Linked DNA regions of Mus musculus: regions 2 and 3 are each linked to region 1. A link is a contact called in public Hi-C data. All regions are on one chromosome and are shown on one strand. Each heading gives the region's core, a stretch centred on a gene start, on an enhancer-like site or on the middle of the called end of the contact. The rest is flanking DNA. Distances are from core to core; before and after follow the strand shown.

What was found. A called contact is a pair of places that touch in the nucleus more often than the background predicts.
Region 2: a Hi-C map of liver shows a contact between it and region 1, with 4 times the contacts expected there. The contact joins two enhancer-like sites. A contact is called at or near these places in 2 of 15 datasets of contacts at CTCF or cohesin (large pre-B cells and pro-B cells), 100 of 484 Hi-C or Micro-C datasets (the 3T3-L1 cell line, 3T3-L1-derived adipocytes, B cells and 54 more), 4 of 115 datasets of contacts at active chromatin or transcription factors (astrocytes, embryonic stem cells and hepatocytes) and 1 of 9 other capture datasets (embryonic stem cells).
Region 3: a Hi-C map of liver shows a contact between it and region 1, with 3 times the contacts expected there. The contact joins two enhancer-like sites. A contact is called at or near these places in 3 of 484 Hi-C or Micro-C datasets (liver, nephron progenitors and uterus) and 1 of 9 other capture datasets (embryonic stem cells).

Annotation. Positions count from the first base shown.
Region 1 is chr5:88,795,463-88,799,553 of GRCm38.p6, forward strand. It overlaps a transcript of Slc4a4 not described here. Among named protein-coding and RNA genes, the nearest start is that of Dck, 32 kb to the left of the region's middle. Within about 2 kb of position 1,844, at least 8 of the 459 cell types and tissues checked have an H3K27ac peak or open chromatin away from gene starts, as enhancers often do. A contact at or near this core is called in hepatocytes and liver, where this site is marked.
Region 2 is chr5:89,216,643-89,220,700 of GRCm38.p6, forward strand. All of the region lies in intron 21 of Slc4a4 (solute carrier family 4 (anion exchanger), member 4), which reads left to right. Among named protein-coding and RNA genes, the nearest start is that of Gm35855, 7.1 kb to the right of the region's middle. Within about 2 kb of position 1,864, at least 26 of the 459 cell types and tissues checked have an H3K27ac peak or open chromatin away from gene starts, as enhancers often do. A contact at or near this core is called in hepatocytes and liver, where this site is marked.
Region 3 is chr5:89,276,046-89,280,488 of GRCm38.p6, forward strand. No RefSeq gene overlaps it. Among named protein-coding and RNA genes, the nearest start is that of Gm35855, 52 kb to the left of the region's middle. Within about 2 kb of position 1,711, at least 56 of the 459 cell types and tissues checked have an H3K27ac peak or open chromatin away from gene starts, as enhancers often do. A contact at or near this core is called in liver, where this site is marked.

The sequences.
Region 1 (4,091 bases), core at 594-3,093:
ATGATGGATGCGATTTATACTTGATTGAGGTGGGAGTTGGGCTGGAGAGAGTGTCTTTTCTGTGGCTATGGTCAGTGGGAAGGCTATGCACCATGATACTTATGATCTGGGGCAAACCCAGAAAGATGTAAAGGAGAATTTGCTGTATCCCAGAACAAGGGACAAACCCAATTTCCCCCAGTTCTGGGCCTTTGAAAATATTTCCTGACCTCCTGCGCTTCATTAGCAGACTCCAACTCCTCCCTCAGTTTTCAGCTGTAGTTTTCTCCACGAAACTCTGGCCTAAGGCTGAATGAAGTGTCTCTCTTCTGTGTTAACCACAGCACCAAATACGCTCCTTCTTGCCACACATTATAAAATTGTGCTGTGCTGGCCTATTTTCATTATTGTTGTTTCTGTTTTTTTTTTTTTTTTCTCCTATGTGTGTGTTCTCTACTGATGCAAACTCCATGAAGATGGGGCTTATAGGTTTTTGTTACCATTTTACCATAAGTCAATAACGGGTAATCAGTTTTTGTTAACTCCATAAATGAAAGGGGAATAATGAGAAAGTAGAAGACTCTGAAGGTAATTGTCATCTACTGAGTATCTGTGAAGTGAGTCGGCCTTCACAGATGTTAATATTTAATCCTGGTAACAGTCTAAATAGGGCCACTGAGGTTCAAAGGACTTCACTTGGTGAAGTGACACTGCTTTGATTTGTTTGAGCCAGAATCTCGGAATGGAAAGCCTTTTTCTTCCCACCTGGAAACACTGCCTCTCTCACAACTTTATCTACGTAAATGGTTACAGGGTGAAAAACATCTGTATTCTCTCTAATAAACTTCTAAGATAGGCATTGTCGCCTGATTTATAGCCAGTGAAAGGCATTGTTTTTTTTAAAATGAGATACCCTAGATACAAGTGCTTTGCTTTGCTCCAATCTCACAGCTGCCTCCCTCTAGAGGACTCGCGCCTCCCCACAGTGAGACGGAAAAAGGTTTAAAGATTTCTAAGAGTCTTTCATGACAGAAACGACTCCAGAGAGATACACCTCAGAAGGGCTGGGATAATTTCTACATTTTCTTTGTCATTTTTCCTTCAAGAAAGCTGTTAACAAACTTGGGAATAATTGCTATTAATACTATCAAGTTCTCCCCCCCCCCCTTTGGTGTCTGATTTATTGATGGTTTCGTATCGCTGCGAACTCATTCAGCAGACTGTCCACGCAGTCCACTGCAGGATGATCTTGGATTTGAGGCAGGTCCTTCTGCTCTGCCACTGGCCCTCTCGGAAGCAGCTTGTCTACCAGTAACCTGGCTTTCCCGCAGTCCTTGGACTGCAGCTTCTGGCAGGAGGATCTAAAGGGCTTTCCCCAGAGGTCGTTGACTTAGGCCACTGTTGGCCTGACTTTCCTTTGCTCTTTACCCTCCCTGCGGTCCACTTCTGTTGAGAGGAGAGCGATCCGGGTTGCGATGTGGATGAGGAATGTCTGTTTCTGACAGCAACAAGCACATTTGGTGTGCAAAGGAACATAAATGCATTTTCTGGGTGTTGTCAGCCTGCTTGGCAGCTGCTTTAACACATAGAGGTCACAAAAAGGAAAGAATATGTCTTCCTAACTTCAGACATGTGTTCCAAGCAGATTTCAGTTCCCTGAGACCACAATGAACCAAACTTTCATTGTAATTTCTTAACATAATGTTACACTTAAATGACTTAAAGGCCAATTGCAAATTTGAGAAGAAATTGCTCTAAATCAAATACAATGCTTCCTAATATACATTTCGGCCACTGGTTCTTTTGTTCGGTGTCTTAGTGCTCTCTGTAAATGTTTGATGAAGCCACAGTTCATTATTGACTTTTCTTTGATCTTCCCACTAGTTAAAAATATTTGTGTTTCTGCTTTCCTTGTGACTTTGCGTTTGTGTTGTCTGGCGCTGGAATTTTCTGAGCTTGTGGGGGAGAGAAGGAGAGGAATGTGGATAATGTAGGCCCAAGTAGGTTGCGGCTGGATAAAAAGAAATCCTAGGCTAGCTTTTTAACAGTGGAGTTATAATTTATATAACGATTGTGAATTTAAGCTGAGATTGGTGGTACGTGCATGCTCAAAATCCAGTACTTGGAGGCAGAGGAACAGGGATCCAGAGTTTGATGTCATCTTGGGCCACATAGTGAGACCCTGTCTCAAAAAAAAAAAAAACCACCCAAAACCCAAAATAAAACGAAACAAAAAACAAACCAAATGAAACCAAGCACTATGAATATAAAACAGATTTTACACACACACACACACACACACACACACAAACAATAACTCAGCAGAATAATTTTAGTACCATACAGGTACCCAAGGGCACCTTCCTGGGAACAGTGAGCTACCAGAAAAGCCACGATGCTGAGTTTTGTCACTGTAACTTGGTGGTGTTAGGATCACCACACTTTTTTTTTATTGAACATCTAAAAATTACATTTACACATATATTTTGGAGTTGGGTGGGACAGGTGAGTACCCCGGCATGTGAACCGAGGTCAGAGGACAACTTGGAGTTACTTCTTTCCTTCTACCTCATGGACCCTGAGAATCGAACCCTGGTCAGCTGCCTTTACCACTTGAGTCTTGTTTTGTTCCAAAAGTGACATAGATCTTTTTCTTTTCATTTTATTGGGCAAAGTAAGTTGTATGACCAATCGCCAATGCAAAGGGAACTATAATACTACTCTGAGCCCACATAGAGAAAGACTGGATCCCCCCCTGCCCCCCCCGGCCCCCGAGACAGGGTTTCTCTGTGTACCCCTGGCTGTCCTGGAACTCACTTTGTAGACCAGGCTGGCCTTGAACTCAGAAATCAGCCTGCCTCTGCCTCCTGAGTGCTGGGATTAAAGGTGTATGCCACCACTGCCTGGCCAAAGACTGTTTTTTAAGATTAACATGGAAGAGGGATACCGTCTTACAAGTTTGATTTCTAGCAATATGATGAGGAAGATATTTGGGCTTCCCAGTTGTACTAAAAAGCAACCAAAGTTCTGAGTAGAATGTAAAACAATTACCGAATACTTTCATAAACAGAGAAAAAAAATCCCACTCAAGTCAGAACGACTGAAAAAGGGACCATAGAGACCAGGCTACAGAGTGGCCTCTGAGCTTTGGTGTAGTATGGGGTAAGAGGCTGAGAGCCAAAGTTCTGAGAAATCTTTAATAAACAGATCTGTCTACGCTATGAACAGCTTTCTTTTGCTGCCTCGGTTGCTGAGTAAGTTTCAGGCAGTCTGTAAATAGGTAGCTCATGGGGAAAAGGGACTAAGAGAAGAAATGGGTGGGAATGGATATGAGCAAGATACCTTGTAGGCATGTATAGAATTCTCAAAGAGCGAATAGAAATTCCAAAGTAACTGGTTTATGTTGTTAAATTTTGGTAGAATGACATGACTGGCACCTAGATTTTAATGTTCTCATCCAACAATATAAGAAACACATTTCCTCAATTTCCATAGTTTGGGGCTCAGTAAAGGCATTTCAACAAACAGTGATTACTTTTAACGTATCAAAATGCTATTTTCTATACTATTGAATAGAAACTATATGCATATTTCATAAAACAGAAAATCCATAAATGGACATACTATAACATCAACTATCTCTTCTTAATTTCCTGGTCATTGTTGCCTACCCAAAAGATTCATGAGTATAAGCCTTCCCCCACAAACACAAAGCATAACCAATGACAGTATTCGCAGCTCACTGTTTCTCCATGTAACTGCACATTACTCTAAGAGATCATTTCAAACTATGTGGGTTTGTCTTACCCTTGAAAGGCTGTATGTATGTGATTGAATTTTATACATGTATCCCACTTGTTCTATTTTGGTATTTCAGATACTTCTGAATACATACACATGTGTGCACACAGACACACACACACACTGACTCAGAATACACACTCACACAGTCACTCACAAATATATACACTCACACGCATAAATACATACTCATGCACACTTTCTCACACACATTCACACACACTCATTCACACACACTCATTCACACATACTCATGTACACTCATTCTATCACATATATACACACACACTCACACATACATACACTTACAC
Region 2 (4,058 bases), core at 614-3,113, 420 kb after region 1:
CACAAAACTTCACCCAGACCCAACAACTATGAGCAAACAATACCTTACCATTTTTCCAACTCAAAAATTTTATTTTTAAACAGTATAATTTTGCTGAGCGGTGGTAGTACACGCCTTTAATCCCAGCACTTGGGATGCAGATGCAGGCTGATCTCTGTGAGTTCAAGGCCAGCCTGGTCTACAGAGTAGGTTCCAGGACAGCCAGGGCATGCCCAGAGACAACCTGTCTTGAAAATCCTAAACAAACAAACTTTTAAAGACTTTTGGATCATTTGGTTATATAAGCAATGGAGGGATAGCACATGACTCTAAAACACTCAGTTGATGATCAGGGATAAGGCTGAGTAGCAAAAGCTCTCTGTTTCTATCAGATTAGCAAGATTCTACCAGTGGCCAATCGATGAGATATAGAAGAGGGAGCTACAGCATCTTAATATGGAGACTCATTTTTGCCTTTAAAGAAGCTAGACTAATTCCTACATTTGGTATGAAATAACTGGAAGAAGTTAAAAGACTTGATTATCCAACTGCATGGGTTTCCATGATCTCTGTTTTCTTGTTAACTACCGAACAGTCTCACAAAGGACAGTACATCTCAGGCATCCAGCCCACAGACAAACTCAGGTTTAAAATGATGTCAGAGAAACTGTTTCTGGCCTGTGCCCTATAGGGACAGAGAAACCCTATGACCAGTTCTGTCACTGCAAGGAGGCGGCTTTAAGTGAAGCATTGCGCATTCTCCCAAAGGCGATCAGTGTTTCTGGTGCCCTGGCAGGTCCTAGCATATGATGCTGATGGAGAAGCTTAGAGACACCTTTGTCTCAAAGGCAAGGAGACCGCATTTAGAGGCTGCCGCTGGCAGTTAAGATCCTGAACTGTAGGAAGCACCAGTCCCCTGCAGGTTGGCTCATGAATTACCCTGCTACAGTGCAGGTTTGCTTTTATGGAACCTTCTAGAGAGAAGTTTCTAAGAAGAAATTGGCAGGCAGACATCCCCTCAGTCTTCATATGTACCCACCACCAGCCAACCCTCCATTTTGTCTGTGATATTGACTTGTCCTTACTAAAACAGTATAAAATCCTGCTTCAGAAAAGGCAGTTGTATTTGAAGCGCCTGTGTTTATATTATAGAAAAATAATGGGGAACCTTCTAGTTGTTGTGTATGGTTCAGAAGGGACAGAGAAAATGAATACTGTGTACATTGTCACCTTTAGAAAGACTGACAAACTTGTACCTGCTGACAGGTCTTCCTAGCTATTCCTCACCTTGCAGTCAAATAGAGCTGCAGAGGTATCAAAGGGAAAAGCCCTTGGGTTTTTGCAGTGAGCCCTTTTACCCCACATGACATGAAGCACTGTAATATGTATGGAACAATACAAGAACTCATGAGCAGAGCTTGAAACTCCCAATTGGCTGTCCTGTACCAGCCCATGCGTTGGCTTGTTTTCCTGGGCCACCAGCCTCCATCACTGTGACTGTTATTATCTGGCAACTTTGATTAACCTGGAGTCACTGCCGCCATTAGTGACTCTTACATTTTTTAAGCCAGGGTTTTCCTAAGCATAGAAGATTAATTTTTTGCTAGCCTGGCTCACAATAGACTGCGGGGAACCTTACAGAAAAGCAGAAGAAACAAAGCAGCCCTTGTTCAAGAGCCTCTGTCCCTCCCTTGAGTACATTAGTCCTCCCCTACTTCAGGAATCACCTCTCCCAATACGGCCACCATTTCAGACCATGTGCCCGCCCCACCGCTGATGTTTGGCAGGTTTTGTGCATGTATCTGAGATGCCTTGTTCGCATTTACAAAGTCAATACAGGAAGAGGCAGATGTTAAGGGTACAGTTTAACCGAAATGTAAGCAGCTAAGGAAAAGGGTGCGATTAATAATTAACCTACAAATTCACACAGAAAGCGATGTCATGGGTTGACCTCCCTGTGACTGTGTTCTTTTTTTTAAAGCAACAGATGACAAGTTCAGAGAATGGTTTTACTTAAGACTCTGCCTTTGAAAGGTAGATCAAATGGATGAGAACAAGAGATATATGTGACTTTTTTTTTTTTAAGTAAAGAAATGAAATGGTTGAACGCCTCCCCTGTCCAGCTCCTTACAAGTTTAATGGTCTCAGCTGAGCTGAGCAATTTTCTTGCATGCATGAAGCAGCATAGGTGGTTGCTGGCTTATGCAAGGGTACTTTGAACATGAGGTTTATGGCCTCTGTTTTGATCTCTGTGCCGAAATCTGTCTTTCATGTGGAGGAATGCAAGGAATTATAGTGTACCAGCTTTAAGTTCATGAGGATACCCCTTGACCCCAACCAGCTATAGTCAACAATGCCTCAAAGCACCAAGTCACTTAGTTGCTTACACAGAACTTCTGGGAAGTACGAATAACTGGCTTCCCAGGCTGGGGAGGTGGCGGTCCCTGAGTTTCTACAATGGAAACGCTGCGGCTGACTCTCTGTTTTACTGGCAAGACTCAAGACATAAAGATTAAGGAAAGTTCACTGCTGTTTCTGTTGCCCGTGCTTGGATTAGTTTATCTTTAACATGAGGTGTGGTCAGAAGTTATCTTTGAGATTTCGTTAGTGCACTAAAGTGTAGAAGGGAGCCTTTAGTTCGTACCTGGCAGATACTTGTTGATCTCCCACATAGACCTGACCCATGGAAGCAGGAAAAACATAGTGGAGATGATGATAGTAGAGATAAACCTGCTGTCTGTTGATCTTGGCCTCAGATTAAGGAGTCACTAGGGATTTTAAAAATATAGCCATCAGTACCTATGAGAACTATATGAATAATTACCTCCGCTCTAAAGCTAGGAAAAAGTCACTAGACTTCAATAAGCTTGTATTGTGGTGGCAAGATTTGAACTCTGGATGTTCTAGTATAAAACCAATCTCATGTAATGTATGCCCTTCAAAATAAAACATGGTACTTAGCCTTCAAAGAATCTCTATCTTCTTTTCCCATAATATTATCTTTCCCAGATTCTTTGATCTTATTTGGAATCCTTCTTATGTGGGGAAATTTATGAAACTTTCATAAAGTCCTCTTCAGACCTTGTCCCAGACTGAGAACCTGCGGTTTCTTTACCAGTGAAGACTTTTAAGGCTTAAGAGAGTTAGGGCATTGTGTTAATAACATATTGCCAAAACCAGGTTAGCTGAAAGTGCAATGTATTAAAAATGAGATAAAACAGGACTTCAGGTCAGACCTTCCACCCAGACCTCCCTGTCCCCAGCATCTCTTCCCCAAGCCACGACCCTACCCACCCCTACCAGTGAGGAAACAGGAAGACCAGTGGTTGAGAACTGCATACAGTTTCATGATAAGGATGGCATAAGCTCTACATTTATCATTTGTTAGTTGCCATATTAATCAATTAATTGGTAAGATGTTATGTAGTCTTTATCATAGGAGCTTTCTAGACAAGAATGCTCAGAGTATGAGAAATAAACAAGTTGTCTCAGCAGTCTACAGCTAGCTGGTAGCTAGAAGCCAAACCCAGGTCTGTTCAACTACTGTCACCCACATCTTAATCAGGACCTTACTCTTAGCTTTAGGCACAGGCACACACACACACACACACACACACACACACACACACACACAAATATGCACATTCACACATATAAGCATACCCATTCCCTCTTGCTTTGACCATAAAGCCGTGGAGAGATCTCAGTCCTTCCTGAGTTCCTATCCAGTGTTGGGCAAGTATAGTTTTCTCTTTTTATTGAAAATCCTTTTCACATCCTTCGTTCTTGGAGAGTTCTACTACTATTGACAAATCACCAGAAGACAATGTGAAAAATACAGAAATACACTGACCAAAATTCAAAAACTTGGTGACATAGTATTTAGATATTAAGTCTTATTTTGATTTCACCTCACTTTCTTTGTTCTATATGATTATAGGATCAATCATTTAACTTTTTCATTTTTAGTATTTATTGAATGTAATACTTCTTTGTGTTTATTTTATTTTATTTTTGCTTCCTGGGTATTATTGATGGTATAATTGTTTGCACAGTTTACCATTTAGCTATCTGGATGT
Region 3 (4,443 bases), core at 461-2,960, 480 kb after region 1:
GGTAGGGGCTCAGAACAGCCCATATATGTTCCTGGTGGGTACCTCAGTCTCTGGGAACTCCCAGGGGTATGGGTTAGTTGAGACTGCTGGTCTTCCTATGGGTCGTCCTCCCCTTCTGCTTCAATTCTTCCCCAGATTCAACCATAGGGGTTGAATTTAGTCCAATGGTTTAGTGTAAGTATCTGTGTCTGTCTCACTGAACTGCTGGTAGGGCCTCTCAGAGGACAGCCATGCTAGGCTCCTATCCGTACACCAACCCCCACCCCAACCCCTACTTCCCAGTGAGATGGATCCTAAGTCAGGCTGGTCACTGGACTACCTTTCCTTCAGTTTCTTCTCCATTTTAGTGCCTGCAGTTCTTTTAGATAGGACCAACTCTGGTTTAGAAATTTTGACTGTGGCTTGGTAGCCACATCCCTCCACTTGAGGCCCTGCCTATCTACTGGAGGTGGACTTTTTGAGTTCTCTTTCCCCAGTGTTGGGTATTTTGGCTAAGGTCATCCTTATTGAGTCCTGAGAGTCTCTTATCTCTCAGGTCTCTGGTATTTTTAAGAGGGTCCCCCCAACCCGGAAGCTGTCTCCTGACCCTTTCTGTCCTAGCTCCCGTATCTGATCCTGTTCCTCTTTTCCCCTCTCCCTCCCCTCTCCCACCCAGGTCCCTCCATCCCTTTGCTTCTCATGATTATTTTGTTCCCTCTTCTAAGTGGGATTGAAGTCTCCTCATTTAGGCATTTCTGCTTATTACATTTACAGTCTATGGGGTGTATCATGGATATCCTGTATTTTTTGGCTAATATTCCATTTACCAGTGATTACATCCCATGTATATCCTTTTGGATCTGGGTTACCTCACTCAGGATGGTATTATCTAGTTCCATCCATTTGCCTGCAAAATTCATTGATGTCCTCATTTTTAATAGTTGAACAGTATTCCATTGTGTAATGAATATCTTCTTATTCACACAGAAACTTTGGGCTATAGCATCCTGCATAGACCAGCCCTTTACCACTGTGTCCTCTTGTCAAGTAACGTGGGCTCCTGTTTCCCACATCAGGTCATTCTTCCCATACCTTGCCTGGACTCTGAAACCTTGTGGCACATGCCTGTCTCATGACTCCTTTTGTTTCCCTCCTTGAACTTGCTCTGCCACTCTGGGCCATGCCTGTGGGCATGTTCCCCTGCCACTGCCTGGCTGTCTAGTTATCTTGTGTGATGCAGGCATACTTCACCAGGCTGCTTCCTGGGTGAGGTGGGTACTCAGAAGACTCACCCTGGTCATACTCTGACCCATCTTGCCTCCCTTGAGCTGAGATGCTCAGCCACACTGATTGGTTAGAACTGAAATGTCCAGGAACATACTCGAGGGGGAAAAGAAAGCATCTTAGTCTGTCTGAAATCCCATTCTCTCTAAGTCTCAATGAGCCAAGAGTGGCAAGTTTTCTTTGGTAAAATCTTACAGAACTAATATTTTAAGATACTTATACACCATCCTGATGTTCCACAAGGTCCAGGGAAGAGTTTTTATTTTACACCACCACCACCACCACCACCACCACCACCACCACCACTGGTTTTGTCTTTTCTCGGGTTAAATTTAGCACAGGAATTTCCCAGTTTGGTTGAAACCTGTTTGTCTTGCCTGCTTTCTGTGTACTTTGTACCGTGTGACCTAGCACTTCAGCTTCGCTGAACTCTTTGCCTACCACAAATATGCCATGCCCTTTAGCACGTCGGCAGCCTTTCTCCTTCTTTCCTGGTGTGCCCTCACCCTGTGTGGTGTCTAGAAATTGCTGACTCATTCTTCAGGATTCTGACCAATTTGCCCTTCTCACTGAAGTCTTTCCCAAGTCCTGGTGGTAAGTAGGCCCTTCCTGCTTCTCCAGAGAGTGTCTGAAAATGGGCAATTGCAACTCTGCTTCTGCTTAGCTGCATAAAGTTCAGCAAAGTTCTCAGCTTCTTCAGGTGTGAAGTGGCTTAATAACTGTATCAACTTCAAATGGTTGTCATAAAGCAGAGAGGAGATCAGTGCAATGTTAATCATTGGTGCTATTATTATTGTTGTTGTTATTATTATTTATTACGAATTATATTTTATTTCTCATAAAAGAGTAAGCTCTTCGCTCCAGGAAGTAATTCAGCATCAACAATATATGTGATCAAATATCATAATATGTGATCAGCATTTTCTGACTGAATTAAGTCATTGTGCAAATACTTTTCAAATGTGTGCCATTGTGTTAGGCAATACTATGATCAAAATAATTATGCTTTCTGACCTCCTGGAAAATACAGGGTGGTGGGGAAAGAGGGACTTTTGCAAATAATTACACAGGTGAATGAATAAGGAAGTGAATAGAAACTGTGATAAGTCTATATAAAAGGATAATGATTGTCATAGAAAGGTATGTGGTCTTTGTCCCCAGTTCCTGACACAGAGCTTCTAAAGCACTGGGACTTCCTGAGCTGATGACCACAGGAGCACTGTTTGTTCTGATGATGCAATACTTGGCAGACCCTGTAGTTTCAGGGTAAGAGTGGAGGTTTGAAGCACAGAACACTCAATCCAGACCCTTAGGTATAGTGGCTAGGGGCTGGATATTGAATTCATTATCAGTGATGGCCAATTCAATCAACCATGCTTACCTAATGAAAATATCCTAAGAAGCTTGGGGTGCTTGCAGGTTGATGATCATATCAAGGTTGTGGAGTTGTGGCATGTCTATATAGGACAGGAAAACTCTGTGTTTACCTCCCTCATTCCTTGTATATGTATGTGTTCCATTTGGCTGTTTATTAATTGTATTGCTTATCATATATCATTAATAGTACAGTGCTTGCTATAGACTTATTAGCCATGCTGTCAAATTGTCAGACATGAAGAGGGATGCAGGAGCCCTGAGTTTGCATTCAAGATAAGCAGGAGTGCATAACTTGAAGACCTGATTCTTATGACTGGCACCTAGAAGTAGTTCAGTGTCATGGACCTGGAGCCCTTAAAACCTGCTGAATCTGATGTTAACTCTCTTGATTGTACTGGATTGAGTGGCATAGCCCCAAGTTGGCATCAAAATTAGTTGTTATCAAGGAGAAAAGAAAACAACACCACCCTTCTTATTTTAGTGTCAGAGACACAATAAGTAAAGCTTAATCAGACCATGATGGAAATGATTAAAATGGGATGACAATGTCGATTAGAAGATTTGAAGTATTTTTGACAATGTGAATTTTTCCTGAGACCCAAATGCTGAATAGAAACCATAGAAAAGAAAGTCTGTCTGTGAAACTGTGTGGCACTAAAGAAATTGGCTCCATTATGCTCCGTTTCTGGATGTGGGGAATGGGGGTGTAGAAGAGTTCAGAGTAAGACTGAAGAGGAAGGCTGAGCTCCGCCTTTACAAAATGAAGGGACTTAGAATATTATGAGAATATGATGAGAAGCAAGTGTACTCTCTGGTTACAGTGGTGCACCTTCACTACAAAACAACATGGCTATGCTGGAAAGAATGTGCTAGGGGCACAACTGAGAGGACATGAAGGTCCTAGGGAAATGTAGACCAGGTGGTGCAATGGAACAGAGAGGAGGGAGAGAGAAGAAAGGAAAGGAGAGGGAGGGAGTAATGGAGAGAGAGAGAGAGAGAGAGAGAGAGAGAGAGAGAGAGAGAGGAAGAAGGAACAGGAGGTAGGGGAGGAGGAGGAAGAGGAAGAGAAGGAGGAGGAAGAGGGAGAGAAGGAGGAGGAGGAGGAGGAGGAGGAGGAGGAGGAGGAGGAGGAGAAGAAGAAGAAGAAGAAGAAGAAGAAGAAGAAGAAGAAGAAGAAGAAGAAGAAGAAGAAGAAGAAGAAGAAGAAGAAGAAGAAGAAGAAGAAGAAAACACATTTGGTGATGGTTTGTATATAGTGGCTATGTACATGGGAGTCTGTCATGATGGCCAAGGTTCAGGGTTATGTATTAGGAAGGGGAGAAGTCTAGGGATAGTTCACTAAGCTAGAAGAAACTGGAGAAGGAATGGTTTTTCAAGATATAATTTTGACATGTCCAGTGTATGTGAGATCAGTGCAGGAAGTCCAAGTGGCAATGTCAAGTATACTGCTAACTAAATGAGTTTGGAATCCAGAGGGATCTCATTGCAATATGGAAATGTGAGACTTAATTGTGAGACTAGAAATGAAATCCTTCTCCCTTCATTCTCTTTACTTCATTATTGACAAAAGCATGAATCTCATTTACTATAATCTTTATGAATAATTGCTCTCCTATTATGTATGAGTGATGTTATGGTTTGAATAAGTGACCTCCATAGGCATATATGCTAATTTATTAGTCCCCAGCCTACCATACCTTTGTAGAGGTGGGGATAAAGGCAAGGAACATAGATCACTGGGGCATACCATTACAGGAGATATTAACACCCTGGCCATTTTCCAACTTTTACTTCTAGGCTGCC